2 separate regions of the Mus musculus genome follow, and region 1 is linked to region 2. A link is a contact called in public HiChIP or PLAC-seq data. All regions are on one chromosome and are shown on one strand. The core of a region is the stretch at or near the end of the contact, and the rest is flanking DNA. Distances in the headings are between cores, read along the strand shown.

What was found. HiChIP or PLAC-seq counts read pairs in DNA pulled down with a chosen protein or histone mark.
Region 1: a CTCF HiChIP or PLAC-seq map of CD8 T cells shows a contact between it and region 2, with 18 read pairs. The contact joins two enhancer-like sites. A contact is called at or near these places in 3 of 15 datasets of contacts at CTCF or cohesin (CD8 T cells and the NIH/3T3 cell line), 13 of 484 Hi-C or Micro-C datasets (astrocytes, bone marrow-derived DN3 thymocytes, brain and 7 more), 6 of 115 datasets of contacts at active chromatin or transcription factors (CD8 T cells, bone marrow-derived macrophages, effector CD8 T cells and 3 more) and 1 of 9 other capture datasets (embryonic stem cells).

Annotation. Positions count from the first base shown.
Region 1 is chr11:109,859,450-109,863,154 of GRCm38.p6, forward strand. No RefSeq gene overlaps it. Among named protein-coding and RNA genes, the nearest start is that of 1700023C21Rik, 15 kb to the left of the region's middle. Within about 2 kb of position 1,347, at least 229 of the 459 cell types and tissues checked have an H3K27ac peak or open chromatin away from gene starts, as enhancers often do. A contact at or near this core is called in CD8 T cells, where this site is marked.
Region 2 is chr11:109,768,960-109,772,341 of GRCm38.p6, forward strand. No RefSeq gene overlaps it. Among named protein-coding and RNA genes, the nearest start is that of Gm11683, 27 kb to the right of the region's middle. Within about 2 kb of position 1,967, at least 7 of the 459 cell types and tissues checked have an H3K27ac peak or open chromatin away from gene starts, as enhancers often do. A contact at or near this core is called in CD8 T cells, where this site is marked.

The sequences.
Region 1 (3,705 bases), core at 97-2,596, 90 kb after region 2:
TGTTTTTAGCCACTGGTTGCAGTTTGAGCTGCCCACATACTCATGGGTATGGGCAATCCACTGGAACTTAGGCAACCTCTCAGAGGCCACACCCTTAAAGAAAAATGGAGTCTGTCACTCCCAGAAGCCATCTATTGCCCATGCTCCTTAGTAAGTGGTAGGCTTGTGAGTCCCTCCATGCTGCAATGCTGACTGTCGTGGTCCTGTGCAGGTCTTGTACAGGCAACCACAGCTGCTGTGAGTTCACCAGTGCAGTGGTCCTACCGTGTCCGGAACACACATTTGCTCCGGTCCTCCCTGACCTCTGGCTTTGATTCTTCCAAAATATTCCTTTATGACTGATGTAGCAAGATGCCTATGAGTCCACCTTAGTATTTGAAAAAGGGTCTCTAACTGAGCCTGAAAGTCACTGTTCCAACCAAACTGGCTGGTTAGTAAGATCCAGGGATCTTCTCATCTGTACCCCCCCGCACCCCCCCCCCCCGAGAATCATGGGCCATGCCAATTCAATGCCCAGCTTACATGGGTGCTGGAGAATCCGAACTCAGGTGCGCATGAGGAACACCAAGTGCTTCACCCACTAAGCCACGCCTTCAGCCCCAGAAGCCATGGCTTCTAACTCTGGCATTGACCTTACTCCTGTATCTGGTTCTGTTTGTTTCCTCATTAAAAGCAGAAATGTAAAAACCTGAAGGCATTTTAAACCGTTCATACTGAGATCACGTGACTTAGAGAAACCCATGAATTAAGACGTTTTGAGACCTGTGGCTAAGTTCGGGGCTTAAATGACAGGGTAGAGTTCTGACGGCCAGCAGATAAACCAAACGGTTGCACAGAGGCACAGACAGATCCTGTCCCCCAAAGGATTGTGGGCAGCAGACATCCTGGGCGCAGCCTGAGTCATATCCGGTGTGCAAAAACATGCAAGTAAGCAGGCTACAGATCTTGGGTTTGGGCGACCTCAGTCTTTAGAGCAACCTCGATGATCGAGAAAGAAAGAAAACACAGCAAGGCACAGCTGTCTTTTACTGTAGGGAGAATTAGAGAAATGGGATAGTCAAACTTCGACAATGACACCCCCCCCCCCCACGCCCTTTCCTGCTGGCCCAGGGGTTTCCCATTTCCCTGGAGGAATTTGTGGGACTACTTTTAGCTTCTGCAAGGGAGGCGGCGTCTGAACAGGGACTTTTCTAGACCACAAAGACTGTAAACTTGCCTTTACTGGCCCTCAGCAATCTTCTTGGCTTAAATTGTATGCCTCTGCAGCTGCTTATTCATTGCTAGCTTTGAAAACCCCTGCAAACACGGCTCTGGATCCGATCTTTTCTCCAGAGAACCTGGCTCGCTGGGATAGAGCAGGAGCGCCACCGTGTGGCTGTGTGATTACTGCCGATTCTTTTTGGATGAGATAGGATGATGGGACTGGCTCATTTTTGTTACAAGGAAAGCAGGGCATCAGGGCCTAAGTGGGTCTGTGGCATCCCAAGATGATTTTAGTAGGATGTTGGTACATCACTTAGGGATCTCCAGAGAAGCAACTCATGCATATGTGGGTAGTAGCAAGCATGAAACTAGTGGGATGGGCTGGCCGACTGCAATAAGCAAAACTAGGGTTACAGCTCTTATCTATGTATCCTATCCTGTCTGTCCATCTGTCTGTCCTATTTATTGTGGATTTTTACATTTATCTTTATTTTTACATATTCACAGGTGTGTGTGTGTGTGTGTGTGTGTGTGTGTGTGTGTGTGTACAGGTGCCCACGAAGGCCCAGAGCTGGAGTTGCAGGTGGTTTTAAGTCAGCCGACATGGATGCTGGAAATCAAATTCAGGCACACAAGAGAGCAGCATGCTCTCACAACCACTGAGACATCTCTTCAGTCCCTAGGGTTACCGTTTTGAAGCAATACCACTTTGTAAAGAGCACTTCATGTCAAGTGGGTTTTCCCAGCATCAGTTATGAAGCCACTGGAGAACAAGTCACTGGAGTTTTATAGCAGGAGGGATAAGATGTACTAATGATGTAACAGACATTGATATGTCTTTCTTTTTTATTTTTTGCACAAACCCATTAGACTTGAATGAAGGGCTCAGCTCATCAGAGACTTTCCCATGGAACTCACATGTGCATCTTCTTTGGTTTGAAACAGGTGGTCCTATATGCATTACTTCCTTTGCTCTTTGCTGTGGCTAAATACTTGGAGAAACAAAAGCTCCTTTCTTTTATTTTAGGTCACTGTTTCAGAGGGTTCATCCTGGCTTTTAGCCTCACATGCTTGGGTAGAATATTATCCTGGGGGGGGGGGGCTCAGTGGAGGCTGTTCTTTGATTCTTAGCAGACAGGAAACACAGCTAAGGGGATTTTTTTTTTGGGGGGGGGGACTGGCATATGTAATTGTGGCATAAGCCATGAAGCTTGGCAACCAAGTAAGGTTTTTTTTTTTTTTTGAGGATGGCCCACCACTTTGCATGGCTGTGACAGGTGAGCTCTGACAGGCATGGACCCCAGAGACGTCATCCCAGGATTGCTTCTCACCGATGTTATGACTTTCCCATCACTATTACATAGCCCAATGATTCCTGGGCACCAGCCCACCCAATTGGGCAAATTTCCTGCAGATCAACATGAAGATGAACTTTCATAAATTAGTGCTGTTTAGATGAATTAATGACTTTATAGAATTCCTGGTTTGATTCAAATAATTTTAGGAAGAAAGTTTAAGGAGACGGTTTTAGTCGTTTTGCCAGAAAGATGTAATATAGTTAGAATCAAGAATAGAATGTACCCACTCCTCATAGAATAGTAAAGGCTGCATAATTAGGAACACAATGAGCTTTCATAAATTACAGGAAAAAAAAGAGAAACAGGCTTGGGGCAGAATTGTGATCAAGGAAAAACATTCATTCTAGGTCAGGTGCAAGGATGAAGCCACAGGTATGCACCATGATAGAGCAAGGCCATGGGAAACTGTTGCTTTGAACTTATAATGAGCTTATAGAATGTAACACTGCTTTGAACTTACTACGGACATCCTTCTGTAACTCCTTTTTGTGTAACATTTTATCTGTGGGCTAATTTTATAAAGAACTTTTGTCTAAGGAGTTATAAAAAGGCTGAGAGGGAAAAAAATAGTGTGGCTGTTGTGGCTTTGCTCCATTCGCCAAATGTACATATCTGTAAATATGTGTGTGTATGTATGTGTCTGCATGTACACACATATGTAGGTATATGTGCATGTATGTAACTATGCATGTGCATTTGTGAAATTGATGAAACTGATGGTTTTGTGTGTGTGTGTGTGTGTGTGTGTGTGTGTGTGTGCGCGCGCGGGTGGGCATGGCTTACTTTTTATCCTATTTCTTTCTCTCTGGCTCATGAAGGGTTACTGAGCTCCTTGGAGCCTCTCAGGCCAGTCAGAGACGCCCCAGTCAAAGAGTAAAGAGCCCAAGTAACTAAGTTTCTTTTCTTAATCCCTTGCGGCCATCAGCAGGAGTTAATTGCCAGAAGCCATCAGCTTCTTCCCCGCCCCCCCCCCCCACCCCAAAGTAAGAGAAAGTAAATGGCCTGAGGTTATCAGCCTCTGGTCCACCTACTCACTACTCCACCTCAGTGCCTGAATGTTAGGATGGGACCCGAACACAAGTGGAGGCTGTGAAGTCCAACAATGGCTGTCTGTACCCTAGAGAGGCAGAGAAGATGGAAGCCT
Region 2 (3,382 bases), core at 717-3,216:
TTCCCATTGAGTGACAGACTTTTCCTGGGGAGATTCAACCCCCACCCCCAGGAGAGAGAGAGAGAGAGAGAGAGAGAGAGAGAGAGAGAGAGAGAGAGAGAGAGAGAGAGAGAGCACACTACATACTCTGGGGAACCCATAATAGCACCAAAGTTCAACATGGTGAATAAGTGAGTTTTTACTGGGATTACTAACATGAGTGTGGGTAAGCGTTCACTTACATGGGGGCAGAGGTGACTTGAAAGCAGCCACATCCCTGCCAAGTCCACCATAACACAGCTGACCACTCAATGACAGTTGCAACCCTGAAGCTCTCTGTACAGCCTGTTGGTGTCACTACGGTCTCAGACAGAATCCCCTTTGCTCTGTAGTTTGGATGGGCAGGCTCGCCTTCCTCGGCCTCTGCTTCCTCCTTCTTCTAGTTGGAGACATGGCTCAGTCAGTAAGTGCTTGCCTTGCAAGCATCAGGACCTGAATTCCATCCCCAGCTCCCAGGATGGAGCGCACTTGTAATCCCAGTTCCTGGGGAGGCAAAGACAGGAGGAAGCTTGTGGCTTTCTGGGAAGCAAGTCTAGTCTAATTGGTGAGCATCAGGTCCCAGTGAGAAACTGTTTCAAAAAACAAGGTGGGCCGGGTGTGGTGGCACACGCCTTTAATCCCAGCACTTGAGAGGCAGAGGCAGGCGGATTTCTGAGTTCGAGGCCAGCCTGGTCTACAGAGTGAGTTCCAGGACAGTCGGGGCCACACAGAGAAACCCTGTCTCAAAAGAACAAACAAACAAACAAACAAAACACAAAAAACCAAACACCCCCCCCCCCCAAAAACCAACCAAACAAACAAACAAACAAAAAACAAACAAAAAACAAGGTGGACAAGTTCTTAGGAACAATTTACTGTTTGACTTTTGGTTTTCTCATGTAGGTGCACACACACACACACACACACACACACACACACACACACACACACGTTTCCAGTATGCAAACGTTTAGGGATGCATTCAAACTGTAAGAACAAATTATGCTGTCCCTAGGATTCTGGGGGCTCAACAGAATCAAGGGGCAATCAAATAGTGGAAGAGAAAAGTCACCAGCACCTTTATAGAGAAGACAGCATTCGAGATGAAACTAGATCCTGAGATCAAAAAGCCCTGTGCCCAGGAAACTCCTGACAAAGTGAGGTGTCCCTCAGGCCCAACCGCCTTCACAGAGCTGGCCACGTCAGCCTGATTCCTGGACCGTCAGGACTCCCGGGAAAGCTGCTTGGACCTTCGGATGCGGAGAAATGACAAGGCTTTTCTATTTAAATACGGGTTTGTTGTGGCAGACCCGCACAGCTGTTGTCGAAATCAAAGATCAGTTTTTTGAGATTATTTTTACAACCTGTGTCAGGGTAACCGCTTCCGGAAAACATCTGTTCTATAATTAGAAAATGAAGATCTTGTCAATCCGTTGGAGCATAATTACTTTCGGGCACCAGACGGAGGATTTTAGTATCATCATGAGAATTCAGGGGGGTTACTCAGACGAGTATATTTTTCTTTTAGTTTCTTCTAAGGTAACTGGGAGAGTTCAGGGGGAAAGCCCCTACGTATTTGCATTTTATAGGATGCAATAGAATGAATCAAATCTGCATGGACTCGCTAATACAAATAACTCCACTGAGTTCAGCCTAGCCGATTCACAGCAATTCCATTCTGAAAAGGCGCGAGGGGATTCTAGAATGTCGAAGGCCTTTTCTGGCAAGTCCAGAGTCAGTGCTGGGGAGCCTCAATTTCCCCGGCTTTATGTGGCTTGGTAGCTCCTTTTACTTGGTGACAACACAAATTGTCTCTAGCTTCCCTTTGTGATGTCAGTACCTAAATTTTCCTGTCCTTACAAAGATACCAGCCATTATAGTAAGACCGCTGCAATTCAGTATGATCCCGTGTTGAGTTTATCTGCAGAGGCCCCGCTTCTAAACAGTTAACCTCACAGGCGTGATCTATTCAGTACAGCTGTCTCACTGTTTCCTGAAGCTCAAGTTTAGCATTTACTACTGAATGTATTCTTTATCCAAGAGCTCCTCATCAGAGATTGGTACCACTGTCATTCCAGCTGGTCAAGCGTTACCTGGAGGCCCCGTTAACTCTTTCATTGCTTCCCATCTCTAAGCCAGTGTCAAGTTCTACAAACTGGACCCCTTCATGTCTGCCTAAGCATCCAGCCCGAAGTCCATCACCAAGGCTAAACCATCTGCCTTCCAGAGGTCTGTATCAGTCTCACATTTGGTCCCAATCTTAACCTGGGAAACAGAGTGGTCTCAGAGCTGTCCTTGTCACCCTATTCCCCTGCTCAGACCACTGCCTGGCATGGTGACTGTAGCCCTTAGGAAAGACTCATGGCAGAAATGGCCATCAGACAGACGGACAAGTCTCTTGGTCTTAGAGTGCCAGTGTCCTGTGATGCCCCCCCTACACATTTTCACATACCTCCTACAGTGTCCTGTGTCTGTGGGTGCAGGACCATCCCCACATGGCAGAGGGTGAAAGCTCCTGGCATAGCCCTCCGACTTCTACTCCTACTGAAATGCTTGGCACACTCCCCACTGAGGACAAGGTTGCAGAATCCAGTTTGTGCCAGGTGAACCCTGAAGAGTCTAACCCAGTCTCTTCCACTGCAGACAAAAGGACCTTTGAGCTCACCCTTTGCTTGCTTGCCTGAACTATCTGGCAATAGAACTTGGTGGTTTGTGTCCAACTTTCATTCCATCCTGAAAACACACCTTGCCATTTGTTAATTCTGCTGCCTATAACAACCCCCTTTGGGGTCCACCTGCCCCTAGCTCAGAACATATGGGCCCTGGACTCTGAATCACATGACCTGAGCTCTCAGTTATGATTACATCATTGCCCCTCTGATTTCTGGGTAAAGAAGACTGTCAGGTCTCAACATGGAAGGAGAAGCAGGAGTAACAAGGGTGTATGTTACTTTGTAGTTAATTATAGCTATTATTTACATCATATAATTATTTACCATTAATTCATTTGGTCAAGCATAAAGGAGGGGCTGCAGAGGTAAAGTACAAATATATTGGTTTGCAGAAGACCCAAATTTGGTTCCCAGCCCCCATGCCATGGAGCTCACAACCACCTATAACTCTAGCTACAGGGCATTCAGTGCCTTCTGCTGGCCTTTGCAGGCACAGGTACCTCCATGCAAACATCGATACATAGTCAAACAGGCCTACATGTAATTAGAAATAAAATCTCTCAAAGCCAGTAATTAAAATGTACGTTCTGTGACTCATACTTTCATAAGGACAGCGATAATAGGTAAAAATATCCACAGGAGAGGCGGGGTAGTCCTATATTATTTAATAGGGCTATAAAATATCATATGGG